Linked DNA regions of Zea mays: region 1 is linked to region 2. A link is a contact called in public Hi-C data. All regions are on one chromosome and are shown on one strand. The core of a region is the stretch at or near the end of the contact, and the rest is flanking DNA. Distances in the headings are between cores, read along the strand shown. Region 1 has its middle 29 kb from the start of LOC103627529. Region 2 holds the start of LOC100277128.

Region 1 (6,900 bases), core at 3,045-5,544, 400 kb after region 2:
CTTTTCAGAGGAGTTACCAGGGATGTCACCAGATAGGGAAGTTGAGTTTGTCATTGATCCCTTACCTAGCTGCCCCTACTTTCAAACGGCCATACAGGATGTCTGTAGAAGAGTTAAAGGAACTTAAGAAGCAATTAACGGAATTACAAGAGGCTGAGTACATTCGTCCGAATTCTTCACCTTGGGGGAGCGCCAGTTCTATTTGTGCAGAAGAAAGATGGATCACAAAGGATGTGCGTGGATTATAGGTCCCTTAACGATGTCACTGAGAAGAACAAGTGTCCATTACCCTGCATTGAGGATTTATTTGATCGGATGAGAGGTGCAAGGGTATTCTCGAAGATTGATCTCCGATCGGGTTATCACCAAATGAAGATTTGACCATCAGATATTCCCAAGACGACTTTGTCGACCCGATATGGATTATATGAGTTCAATGTTATGTCGTTTGGATTAACCAATGCACCAGCCTATTTTATGAATTTGATGAATAAGGTGTTTATGGAGTATTTGGACAGATTCGTCGTAGTATTCATCGACGATATCCTTATCTATTCTAAGAGTGATAGTGATCATGAGGAACATCTGATATTGGTGCTACTGAAGCTACGAGATAATCAACTCTACGCCAAGTTCAGTAAATGTGAGTTTTGGATTGGTGAGGTGCCATTTCTCAGACATATTATTTCTAATGGAGGGATATCAGTGGATCCTGCTAAAGTCAAGGAGATAATGGAGTGGAGAGTACCCACTACAGTTACTGAGATTCGGAGTTTCTTGGGATTAGCAGGATATTATCGGAGATTTATTGAAGGATTTTCTAAGATTGCTAAGCCTATGACTTCGCTTTTGGAGAAAGGAAGAGAATTTAAGTGGGACGAGAAGTGCCAAGACAACTTTGATCAATTAAAGAAGAGGTTGATGTCACCACCAGTATGGGTTATGCCAGATCTACAGAAGGGATTTGATATTTATTTTGATGCATGTGGCCAAGGCTTAGGATGTGTGCTCATGCAAGAAGGACATGTGATTGCTTATGCTTCTCGTCAGTTACGCAAGCATGAATTGAACTACCCTACTCATGACTTGGAATTGGCAGCCGTTGTGCATGCACTTAAGATTTGGAGACATTATATCATGGGGACCAAGTGCCAAGTGTATACGGATCATAAGAGTTTGAAGTATATATTCACTCAGAAGGATCTCAATCTTAGGCAACGCCGTTGGTTGGAGCTTATTAAGGATTATGATTTGGAGATTCACTATCACCCGGGCAAGGCAAATTTGGTTGCAGATGCCTTGAGTCGCAAGGAGCATGTTCATTCAGCTATTGTTGCCCAGCTACCCGATGAGATTGTTGAGGATTTCAGGAGACTTAACCTGGGGATAGTTACTCATACTAAAGGAGTTACTATTGATGTGGAACCTACTTTGGAGCAAGAGATCCGCAAAGGACAAATTGGTGATGCTAAAATAAAAGAGATTAAGGATCTGATTACTGAAGGTCGAGTACCGGAATTTACGGAAGATGAGCAGGGCACTGTATGGTTCAAGGACAGGATGTGTGTTCCTGACATTAAAAGCCTTCGAGAGACTATATTGAAAGAGGCCCATGACTCGGATTACTCTATTCATCCTGGTAGTACCAAGATGTATCAGGATTTGAAACGGAAGTATTGGTGGTATGGATTGAAAAGAGATGTGGCTGCACATGTGGCTATGTGTGATGTATGTCAAAGAGTCAAGGCTGAACACTAGAGGCCAGCTGGACTACTGCATCCACTGAAGATACCCGAGTGGAAATGGGAAGAGATTGGTATGGATTTTATTACTGGATTGCCTCGCACCCAGAAAGGATATGATGCAATATGGGTGATTGTGGATAGATTGACTAAAGTGGCTCACTTTATTCCTGTCAAGACTACTTATAAAGGTTCTCAGCTAGCAGAGTTATATATGGCTCGGATTGTGTGTTTACATGGAGTACCAAAGAAGATCGTGTCTGATCGAGGTTCGCAGTTTACCTCAAGATTTTGGAGAAGCTTTCATGAGAATATGAGTACAAAGTTGAATTTTAGTACAGCTTATCACCCTCAGACTGATGGACAGACTGAAAGGACTAATCAAGTATTGGAGGATATGTTGAGAGCATGTGCCCTTCAGCATGGAGGAAGTTGGGATAAGAGTCTACCTTATGCTGAGTTCTCATATAATAATAGCTACCAGGCCAGTCTGAAAATGTCACCTTTTGAAGCTTTATACGGGAGGAAGTGCAGGACTCCTTTGTATTGGGAGCAGACTGGAGAAAGACAATTCTTTGGGCCTGAATTGATTCAAGAAGCAGAAGAACAAGTTCGTATAATTCGAGAGAATTTGAGGGTGGCTCAAACCAGGCAAAAGAGTTATGCTGATAATCGAAGGAGGCCACTGGAATTTGAAGAAGGAGATTACGTGTATCTCAAGGTGTCACCACTTCGTGGAATGAGGAGATTCAAAGTTAAGGGCAAATTGTCCCCTCGCTATATTAGACCATTCTTGATCTTTAGGAGAGTTGGAGAGATGGCATACCAACTTGAGTTACCTGCTAGCCTATCGGATGTGCATAATGTGTTCCACGTATCTCAACTAAAGAAGTGTCTCCGTGTGCCCGAGGAACAATTACCAATGGAAGAGCTCAGTGTTCAAGGTGATTTGACTTACACGGAGTACCCGATCAAGATTTTGGATACTTTGACTCGGGTTACGAGAAATAAGGTGATAAAGATGTGCAAAGTGCAATGGAGTCACCATGTTTTCTTGTCCGACAAAATCGGCAGAGGATCTCATCTGTGAGACCGTTCACTTCACAAGCTGCACGAGTGTCTGCTTTGATTTTTTTTTTCTCGAGAGAGAGAGACCCTGCCTTGCTTGTCTGGACACTCTGCACGACATCGAGATCGAGATGACGGCAGCTGGCAAGTTGTAGAACTAATCCGTGTCTGTTAGTCACTGAGCTGTGCCATCCGTGCATGCAAACCGTGGCAACAAGGTTAGGTGCACCGTACCTTCTTATCCTGATCGCGACGACCAGTTGGATGACATGTGCTAATTTTGTTGTCCCTGCTTATTCTTCCATTTTGTTGGGTTTTTTTTTTCCTCCCTCCAGAAGACAACAGGCACCTAACATGTACAGCGTCATGTCGTGAGGCGTGCGGATTAGACAAACGCTTGGTTGCGGCGCACGTACGTCGAGCTCAATCGCACTCTCGCTGGAAGTTTGTGTACGCCGCCCGTGACCGTGAGAGAAAAAAGATGTCATCCTTGCGACATTGACGCACCCGCTCGAGGTCGAGGGCAACAATAGATGCACTGAACGCAGCCCGGCGGGTGAAGTTGTGGACACGAGGGGGCCTAATTGGGTCTGAACTCTGAACGTCGTTCCAGAACGAGTCCGTAAAAGAATCAGTCTCCAGTGTCGGCGGCTAAGAAGCCTATGAAGCCATTTTCATGTGTGAAAGTGAAACGATCGATCGTCCATGTCTGTCGCCGTCGGGTTCCAGTCCAAGTCGCGACTGACAGGCAACAACTAGAGCACTGCATCAGCGATCCAAGTTGTGTGGCTGTCTTCTGTGGGCACGAGAGTTACAGCGTCTCAAGTATCACGTCTGGTACAGGAGCGTCTCAAGTATCAGCTATCGCATGCTGTCAGGCGATAGCGATACGGTTCCTTTCGAACAATTCTCAGTCTGTCAGAGCATCTCCAAAAAAGACTAGCTAAATAACTTCTCAAACTAAATTTTAGTTACTTAATAATATAATAGCTCTTCAACAGACTAGTCATTTAACTTGCTAAGCTATCTAGCTCTCTAAATTAACTCCCTCACTAACTAAATTTAGCTAGCAACTCTCGCTAGCTAAGCTAACTTACATTTTAAAGAGTCTGTTGCAATGAGATGTTATATATAGAGTTTAATATTTATAGAAAGTTAAATAAAAAGTTAAATAGAGAATAAAAAATAAAGAATCCTTTGGAGATGCTCTCGGTCGCTACTCGCCAGTCGTCGGCTGCTACCGCACCCGCACGATGTGGACTTGGGGCTGCGGCTCGTGTGCGCAAAAGATGCGACCGGCCTGGGACTGGGACCCGCCTCCCCTCCAGAATTCAAGAACCGATCAAACCGAGGCCCCACGAGGCAGTCCACGTGACCCCACAGAATTCCCTCCTGCGTGGCCCATCCCGCTCCGCACGTCACGGAGCACGAAAAAGCTCATTGCATTGCACCTTGCACGGAACAGACCAACCCCCACCCACCCCTCCTCCACTGGCAGCCGGGACCCGCACCCACCCCGCTAGCACGCTATGCTGCGTGTGTGCGTGCCTACCCCTTCCGCGACGGTCGTGGCGGCGTCGAAGAATTTGAACTTGTCGCCTACAGGGCTCCAGAAAACCAGACGGCTTGACCGCTTCACCTCCATTTCCTTCGTCCCCCCCGAGTCCTACTATATACGCGCGGCCGTGCGCTCGATCCATACCTCCTTCCACCGCTGACGCCTTCCTCGAGCGTTCCATCCCATCCCCTCACCCGAATCCCACTCGGCTACTCCCCACTTCCCTTTAAGAACGCGCCCCTCCCCACCGGAGGTTACCGCCCACCCATCAATCCATCATCCATCGCTCGGTAATCGATCGACCCGAACAACGCCGGGGTGCTGGTGTGAGGGTCAGGATGGTGGTCGGATTCCGCCGCACGATCTCGTTCCCGGCGCCCAGGTCCCCGGCGCCGCCAGCGGGGCCCAGCGCCGCCAACAACAAGTCCGTCGCCTACCGCGCGCGGTCGGCGAGCCTACCGTGCCGGTTCCACCCGCTGGTGCTCCAGCTCGACGACGACGTCGCCGACCTGCGTGCGCTGGTGGGCCGCCTGGCGTCGCGGGCCTCCGCGGAGGCCGTGGCCGAGGCCGCGGCGCGGCTGGGCCGCGTGCTCGCGTCGCTCTCCGGCCTGCTGCACCACCCGCAGGCGCAGGACCCGCTGCGCCGCCTCGGCCCGTCCCCGTTCGCGGAGCGCCTGCTGGACGACTTCCTCCGCCTCGCCGACGCGCACGGCAGCTTCCGCGACGCCCTGGTCGCGCTCGCCGCGCTCCAGGCCGAGGCCCGCGCCGCGCTGCGCAGGGAGGACCCGGCCCGCCTCGCGTCGGCCGCGCGCGCGCTGCGCCGGGCCGCGAGGGACCTCCCGCGGGTCGCCTCCTCGGCGCGCGCCGTGGCCGCCAGGCCCCCGCCCGCCGACCTCCCCTCCGACGCGGCGGCCATCGCCGCCGCCGTCGTCGACGCGGCCGCGGCCGTGGCGTCGGCCTCGGCGGCGGTCTTCTCCGGCGTATCCTCGCTCTCCGTCGCCGCCGCCACGGCGCGCGTCGAGGTCGACGCCACGCCGTGCTGGATGTCCTCCCCCGCGAGGTTCAGCGCGCCGTCCGCCACGCCGAGGCACGCGGTCGTGACCACCACCAGGTCCTCCTCGTCCTCCATGCCGCGGATCTGGTGGGTCGCCGACCTAATGCGGTGGATGTCGCGCGCGAAGCGTCGATCGGCCAGGAGGCAGCACGCCGCCACGTCTGCCGCGGGGCCCCGGCTGGAGGCCGCCGCGGACCCGGAGGAGCGAGAGCGGAAGGCGGCGTTCGAGCGGCTGGACGATCTGGGACGGTGCATCGCGGACGTGGAGAGCAGCGGCGAGAAGGTGTTCAGAGCCCTCGTCAACACCAGAGTTTCCCTCCTCAACATTCTCAGCCCAGTCTTCTGATTCCCGAACAGCTCTGGGATCACCAGAACCCAGCAAACTCGACTGCATTTTGCGACCTTGGATAAAAGATGTAGATAGAAATGTGTGCGCGAATGCAATATAGCAATGCGTTTTAGGGCGTTCGCGGTGCTCCATTTTGTTTGTATAGTCCCATTCAGAATTGGAGCGAAGGAACTACGTGAAGTTGCAGGAATTGGAAGAAAAGATTGTTCGAGTGTCATTCTCTGTCCATTGAGCTTGCATCGTTCAGTTGATTTCAGTGCTGCCGATTTCCAAAGTGTTCTGGAAAAAAAAGTTAGATTGATTAGTGGATCTTGCGCAGCTTCGTGGCTCGTCGTGGAGCTAAAAGCGCTGTCGCGCTCGTGATTGCCTCTGTGAGGTTGAGGCGGGTGATTCCCGTTCCCGATTGTTGGTTGAGTTCGGTGAGGTCACGTGGACGGATCATGGATGGATGGCACAAGTGATTCGATCCGGGGTGGCGATCTGCACCAGGCTTTTTCCAGCGCGATCCGCAGCACGGGTGCACCGGTGCGAGGCGTCAATGTGCGATTAGTGGCGATGTGCTGCCGTAGGCGCCATTCGCGCCGGTCCGCTGCACTGTTGGACCGTGGTGCCGTCGTGCCCACTGCCCAGCCCAGGTGCTGCTGCTTGCCTCCTCTTCTGCTTTGAGATACTTGCCCGTCCCCCCCCCCCCCCCCCCCCCCCCTTTTTTTTCTACGCGTGTCAGCTCCAGAAGAACATCGCATTCGACGTTACCATTAGATTACAATAATAACGGGACCAGCGAGGATTGCCGTGATGCGAGGTTGCAAGCACTGCAGATTCATCTTGCTCCACAGAAGCACAGAGAGAGGACCAGCACGGCTGCCGATTGAGCGCAGGAGATCGATCACGATGGTAACGAGCGATCTGCTAGATTTAAATATAGTAGGCATTAACATTTTATTTAGTCAAGGTCTTGTTTGAATGCGAACGAGAAAAGTTGGGCCCTTTTATGTAGCAGCAAACAAAAATGAATAAAGAGAATTAGATAGTGGACATCATAGCATCGTCCATTACTAGTAATTTATGAAACTAATAAATCAGTTGTCAGTTACTACTAAAATTTATTAATTAATTTATAAATATAGTT
Region 2 (7,121 bases), core at 3,567-6,066:
AAGCTTATGCATGGAGTCAATTCATGTAGTGCCATTTGAGCAACCATTTATGTCAGCGTTTCGACCCCGGGGGGTCCCTGGACCGACGAGTAAATTGTCGCTGCGTGCCCTAGCCCAGATGGGTCGGCGCGAGACGGGACACAAAGGGGGGAGAACAGTGAGGGGAAACCGCGGCCTTCGTGCTGTCCTGCGCCCAGGGCGGCTGGATGCACTTGCAGTAGGGGGTTACAAGCGTTCGCGTGGGAGAGAGAGAGAGAGAGAGTGAGCGAGAGCCTTATACGCCGACCCGTTCTCCTGCGCGGCCAACCTCTTCGTACGAGAGCCCTGGACCTTCCTTTTATAGACGTAAGGAGAGGGCCCAGGTGTACAATGGGGGGTGTAAAAATGTGCTAACATGTCTAGCAGAGAGGAGCTAGAGCCCTAAGTACATGTCGTCGTGGCAGTCGGAGAGGTTTTGGCACCCTGTTCATGTGATGTCGTGGGCGTCGGAGGAGCGCTGGAGCCCTGCGGAAGTACAGCTATCGGGGCTGTCGGGTCCTTGCTGACGTCTCCTTGCTGACATAAGGGGTTGGGAGCTGCCGCCGTCATGGAGCGTGCGGGGTGTCATCATTACTTATTTACTGGGGCGAGCCAGATGGGACGCCGGTCTTGTTCCCCGTAGCCTGAGCTAGTTAGGGGTAGGGTAATGATGGCCCCTCTGGTGACGTGGCTGGTCCGGACCCGAGTTTGGGTGAGGTGGCGATTCCTTTGAGGTCGAGGTTGAGTCCGAGCCCTGGGGTCGGGCGAGGCGGAGTCCATCGTCTTCTGGAGCCGAGGCTGAGTCCGAGCCCTGGGGTCGGGCGAGGCGGAGTTCGTCGTCTTCCAGAGCCGAGGCCGAGTCCGAGCCCTGGGGTCGGGCGAGGCGGAGTTCGTCGTCTTCTGGAGCCGAGGCCGAGTCCGAGCCCTGGGGTCGGGTGAGGCGGAGTTCGTCGTCTTCTGGAGCCGAGTCCGAGCCCTGGGGTCGGGCGAGGCGGAGTTCGTCGTCTTCTAGGTCGTGGTTGAGTCAAAGCCCTAGGGTCGGGTGAGGCGAAGTCCATCTTCCGAGGCCGAGACGGGGGCCGAGCCCTGGGGTCAGGCGAGGCGGAGCTTCCTATGTCGCCCGAGGCTGGACTTAGCCGCTGTCGACCTCACTCTGGCGAGTGGCACAGCAGTCGGAGCAGGGCAGGTGGCGCTGTATTCCTATCAGGTCGGTCAGTGGAGCGACGAAGTGACTGCGGTCACTTCGGCCTTGTCGACTGGAGCGCGCGTCAGGATAAGATGTCAGACGATCCTTGCATTAAATGCTCCTGCGATACGGTCGGTTGGCGTGGCGATCTGGCCAAGGTTGCTTCTCTGCGAAGACTGGGCCTCGGGCGAGCCGAAGGTGTGTCCGTTGCTTGAGGGGGCCCTCGGGCGAGACGTGAATCCTCCGGGGTCGGCTGCCTTTGCCCGAGGCTGGGCTCGGGCGAGGCGAGATCGTGTCCCTTGAGTGGACTGAGCCTTGACCTTAATCGCGCCCATCAGGCCTTTGCAGCTTTGTGCTGATGGAGGTTACCAGCTGAGATTAGGAGTCTTGGGGGTACCCCTAATTATGGTCCCCGACAATTTAGAACCTTTTGAGCTCTCTTTATAACATGACGACTATTTATCCTAAATCTAATCATGCATGCACTCTATTGTATCTTGATTGGTAAAAACAAAATGCCCTAGCAATACCTTTGTCTTAAGCCTTTGTATTTTGCTTTTCTTCTTCTTTTTTCTATGTTGAGCACTTGATTATCCTTTGTGGCCTCCACCATTCTCCTTATGGTTTCTAATCCTGCTCAACCATGGGTATAGACTAAATATATCTCACATACAACATCATAATAAAGGTTACTCCACTAGTTGTTTTAATTATCGAACCCACACAATCTCCCAAAATTAGTGTATGGACAGAGCATGCACGTGGCATAGTTTGACATTAATGAATGTGGGAGTATTTAGTGCGACCACTATGTTGTTTGCTTCGGATTAAAGCCTTTGAACTGCTGCAGCTACAATTCATAGAGAACAAAGATTGTAAAAGCCAGTACAAATTAAAGTCAAACGGAGAGTCTATTTAGCTGCTACAGTTATATGTAGGAGCTCGTTTAACACTATTCTGTTTATTTAGATGACTGATGGATCGAACTGGCCGATAGAGGTTACTCACGTGTAAGGACTCAAAGGGCAAAATTTAACACAGTGCAGTCAAGAACGGGGAGAAATATAGACACATATACACTGTACCATACCACACACTATCGACCAACGTGGATGCTAGCCGTAGGCAGGCGGCGCGGCGCGCGAGTGGCCTATCAGGCTAGTTCTAGTGCACCATCCATCTCTTGTCCACCTACGTCATCTCTCGACTCCACTCTCGTCCCTATTACTCTAATACATAGACTGCAGCAAGATATAACCTCAGTCTATAGCGCCATCAGCTTTTATATTTTAGAATTAATTATTCATAGCGATTTGTTTCAACGGCTAAAAATTACACAACTTAATTTTACATACTACTTAAAATAAAATTACATATAATTAGAAAAAACCACGAGATGAGATAGTGTGTAAAATAAGCTCCAACTAAGTGAGAGTATTTATAAATGGACTCAGAATGAAAATTTCTAATTTTATATATTTTTTTGAATTTTTTAGACTCCAAGCAATTACCAAGTGTTAGTACGCGTGGATGGACCAAACAGAGACCGCAACTCACTCTCGCAGTCTCGCTCCGCCTGTCTCGCTCGCCAGCACCCACTTGAACACACGGCCCCGCCCCGCCTGAATTTTTTATATTTTAGCCCTTCCTCAGAAAAAAATTCATGTTTGGACCTTAGAAAATTTTAATGTCATTTTTGGACCAAAATAACATTAAAATTTTCTAAAGTCCAAACGTGAATTTTTTTCCGAGGAAAGGCTAAAATATAAAAAATTCGGCCGCCCCGCCCCGCTATCGTCCGCCTATTGCTCTACCACCTCAATTCACTCTCCCGTGCCGGCTAGAGTGAAGCTATAAGCCCGATGTCGCCGGGCGCCGCCGCCATCGGCCGCCCCTCTCCTGCCCACACAGATGCTTCCTCTCGGCCTCACTCTAGCCCCCATTGGCACCGGCCTCGGCCTCAGAGGTAAGCAGTACGTATACGTGGGCCGGTGGCCGGCTTGAGCTAGATGAGCTGGACAACGCGTTCGTTTCATATTTTCATCGTTTGGACGAATATTCTCAACCGCACTGCTGTACAGTCATGAGAATGTTTTTTTTTGTTTGAGGGGGGTGTCAATTATAATTGTGCAGGGATAACGTTGGTGAGGCTGCTCCTCTTAAAATATGATGACCGAGAATGGGCTGGGCTCCTGGGAGAATAATCGATGTTGTCGTGTTGACGGCTAACTACCATATTTATTTATGCTATTGCATATACGTTAGCAGTCAAGCAGTTCCACTGAGGATTACCTTAGCATCGTTTGTTCGTTCATACAGGGAACAGACTGGCTACCTTAGCATTTGACACGTTACATTCATTGACTCCACCAACAGATGGATGGAGAAAATAGACATGTGGGAACGTATCTCGTATGCGTCTCCACAGGTAAGTCCCTGTGTGTGTCATTGCGCTGTTTGTACGGCAGTTAATTTCCTGTAGGAATGGTTCAGATTTCTGTAGGTGAAGCCCACTTGAGGTTGGGCTGTCATCTCTGAGGCCCAGCCTTTAGAATACGATCCACTCGAAGGAACGGAGCAGATCTCTGGGGGGTGGGGGACACCCAGACGGTCAGGAAGTCCACCTAACATTACAAGGCCAAGCCCGTTTTTTTCTTCTGAATATGATGAATCGTCCATTAACAAGAAAATCTAACCCTAGATCCAAACGGGCGAAAGAACACATATGAATCTCACTGCGGAAAATTGCGGGATCAATTTCGTTCAGCATGATCCTTCGGCGTCTGAAAAACTCGAGCATGTCTCGGCGTATCGCTATTTTGTACATGTACACTTGCGTATTTCATCTATAATTAATAAGCTGTCGAAAAGTACTTGCCGCAAAGTCCCTGATACGGCCTTATTGCACTAGACATTGAGATTCCCCGCGATCAGGCAGGCAGCAAGGCCCCCTTTTGAACCCCAGATGCATGCGAAACTACTCCACGTGACACGGCATGAAGCTCTTAGAGCAGATCTGCAACGGACCTGAAGCGACCTCCCCCACTGAACAAGCAACCTGCTCCTATACTCTATAGAGCAGCAGACAAAATTAGGCCGACGGGGGCTCAGGCTCAACTCAGCCCACTTCGCCATCATCATTACCCGAAAGCAAGAACAAATGTCACCCAGCCCGGTGAACCATATTCGACCGCGCCACTGCACCCTTCCATTCCCGTCAGGAAATCGGGGGCCGCAAGCAAGCCACCGGGGACCCAATCATCTCCCGGCGAGTGGGGTGGAGTGCACTCCAAAACGCGCCCGCACTGTCGATGCCCCATGCGTACAAGGCACTGGAAGTCCGGGAGCTCCGTTCGCCCCGGTCGCCATCGCGGCGGCGCGCCACGCCCATACAAACGGCGCCACCGTAACAGACCGGGCTGTTTGGCTCGTTCGGGCACGGCGCGCGAATCCGGCGAGCTGCGATGTCACCTTTTACTGATAGACCGACGCCCTAAGGAACGGTGAAAGTTTTGATGTGATGCGTGAGCCCCACGCCATTCCTTGTAAGTAAGCATTGTGCTCGCCTCTGCGTGAGGGTAGTATAAGAGACCGGAACAGAGTGACATTAATAAACGCATGCAATCTATCACCGCCTCAGCTCGTGCTCTCTGCTCTGCACTATCTACTACCAAAGAAAGATGAAGGACTTGGCGGGGCTGGGGCACCTGTTCGTGGTGTCCTTCCTGTTCCACTTCGCCTCCTTCATGGTGATCCCGGCGGTCACCGACGTCACCATGGAGGCCGCCTGCCCCGGCCGCGACGAGTGCTCCGTCGCCATCTACCTCAGCGGCTTCCAGAACGCAGTGAGCATCATTCATTCGCACGCATGCCTGCCTGATCACTCGCCACCACCAGCTGTGTCGACATGCATGCCAGGATCCATGACACCCCGGCGCTCTCAACGTACGCCCAATGCAGGTCACCGGGATGGGGGCGCTCGTCGTCACCCCCATCGTCGGGAACCTGTCGGACAGGTACGGCCGGAAGGCGCTCATGACGCTGCCGGTCACCGTAGCCATCGCGCCGCTGTGTAAGTGGAGTGGAGCTTATTTCCAGCATGCATGGCCTGCAGGCCATTACGCGGCATCTCTGCTCAGATTTGGACAAGCTTCACCTCTCTTGTTTTTTTTTTTGGGCAGTTATACTGGCATGCGGCCGCTCGGAGGTGTACTTCTACGTGTACTACGTGGCCAAGATCATCGCCGGGGTCTTCTGCGAGGGCACCATGCATTGTCTCTGCCTTGCCTACGTGGTAAAAACTACGGGTCGCAACTATCCAAGTCACGCATATATAGTGTGTATATTGCCAAGAAACGAAAATAATAATAATAAAATAAGGAATAATAATCTAGAAGAGAAAAAAAATCACAAACCACGAAAAGTGACGATGGAGCAAACGGCGAGATCTTGACCAGGTCGAACGTGTGGACAACGCAGGCTGACCACGTGGGCCCCAGGCGTCGCGCGGCGGCGTTCGGCCTCCTCTCCGGCGTGTCGGCAGCCGGGTTCGTGTCGGGGACCTTGACCGCGCGCTTCCTCCCGACCGCATCCACCTTCCAGGTCGCCGCCGCCGTGGCCGTGGCGGCAGCGCTCTACCTCAGGGCCTTCCTCCCCGACGCTGGCGGCAGCGTCTCCTGCGCCGACGAAGCCTGCGACCCTCTCCTCCAGGATTCGTCCTGCGCCTCTTCCACATCATCCTCCGATGAAGAGCTCTCGCCTCGGCTGCCGCCGCATAAGGGAGGCCTGCCGTCTCTGTCCGACATGGTCGCGCTTCTCACTGGCAGGTTAAGAAAAAAATTCTCTTGTGTGTATAGCAGTTTTTGTGACCCTGCACTCTACTTCTCTAGTCTCTAGAGGACCGTTTACTCTTGGAGTTTCTGAGTGCTCTACTGATGTTGGTTTACTCCTCGTGTAGTCTGGCCTTGTCGGGGGCAGCAACCATCACTTTCTTCTACAGTCTAGGTGAACATGGGCTTCAGACTGCATTGCTGGTATGAAAATTTTCCATCCGACAATAGATTTCAGTTGACGTTTGTGATTTTTAGTTTTTCAGTCTAGGAGAAGGTCTAGCACTAAAGATAGCAGGAGTTTATCACCAGCTTTCGAATTGTATTTTACTTTTGATCATTTGCATCCACCAGCCATGATTTATAATTTTATATGTTTTCAAATGCTATATGCTTCTCTGTGGTCGAATCCTATGCAGTACTACTTGAAGGCACAATTTGGTTACAACAAAGATGAGTTTGCTAATCTACTTCTAATTGTCGGTGCTGCCGGGATGCTATCACAGGTACCAAAATAATTTGTTACGTGGAAGCTATAGCATTAGTTTTTCGGTCATTTCAAGGCTGCAGTAGTATTCGTTCATTCAAGAGATGTAATTTATTTTTCTCACGCTTGATGTTTGCAGCTCACTGTAATGCCTATCTTGGCTCCGATTCTGGGTGAAGAGATGCTGCTTATTGTTGGGCTTCTAGGTGGATGTACTCATGTAATAACTTTCAGCGAGACTTTTACCCAATCCTTAATGACAACATTTTTCGGGTTTTTTGGCTAAATAAATTAATTTGAAATATTGCAGGTTTTCTTGTATGGCATTGCATGGTCATATTGGGTACTTTCCTTGCACTTGACAATTTATTTATATGGACACGTTCGACATGATATTCCTCATGATCACATACGTAATAAAACTGTAACAGTGTGCTGGCTTCATAGTTCAGCACTGTGTTCCAAGTGTTTGAAACTAATTCGATCGGACCTTCTGTTGAGCATCTCAATTCATCTCTTTCTTAACCATTTCTTAATCATCTTGCAGGTACCTTATTTTGCTGCGGCATTTGTAATTTTGAGTGCTTTTGTTCACCCATCT

Evidence for each region. A called contact is a pair of places that touch in the nucleus more often than the background predicts.
Region 1: a Hi-C map of tassel shows a contact between it and region 2, with 2.1 times the contacts expected there. The contact joins the enhancer-like site here to the promoter of LOC100277128 in region 2. A contact is called at or near these places in 2 of 25 Hi-C or Micro-C datasets (ear and tassel).

Annotation. Positions count from the first base shown.
Region 1 is chr5:198,306,432-198,313,331 of Zm-B73-REFERENCE-NAM-5.0, forward strand. No RefSeq gene overlaps it. Among protein-coding and RNA genes, the nearest start is that of LOC103627529, 29 kb to the left of the region's middle. Within about 2 kb of position 4,295, at least 20 of the 20 cell types and tissues checked have an H3K27ac peak or open chromatin away from gene starts, as enhancers often do. A contact at or near this core is called in ear and tassel, where this site is marked.
Region 2 is chr5:197,905,697-197,912,817 of Zm-B73-REFERENCE-NAM-5.0, forward strand. It overlaps LOC100277128, which reads left to right and starts at 4,817. Exons shown (of 13, transcript NM_001150784.2): 1 at 4,817-5,049; 2 at 5,165-5,276; 3 at 5,386-5,498; 4 at 5,684-6,030; 5 at 6,162-6,237; 6 at 6,453-6,539; 7 at 6,660-6,740; 8 at 6,831-6,863; 9 at 7,068-7,121. The coding sequence starts at 4,885.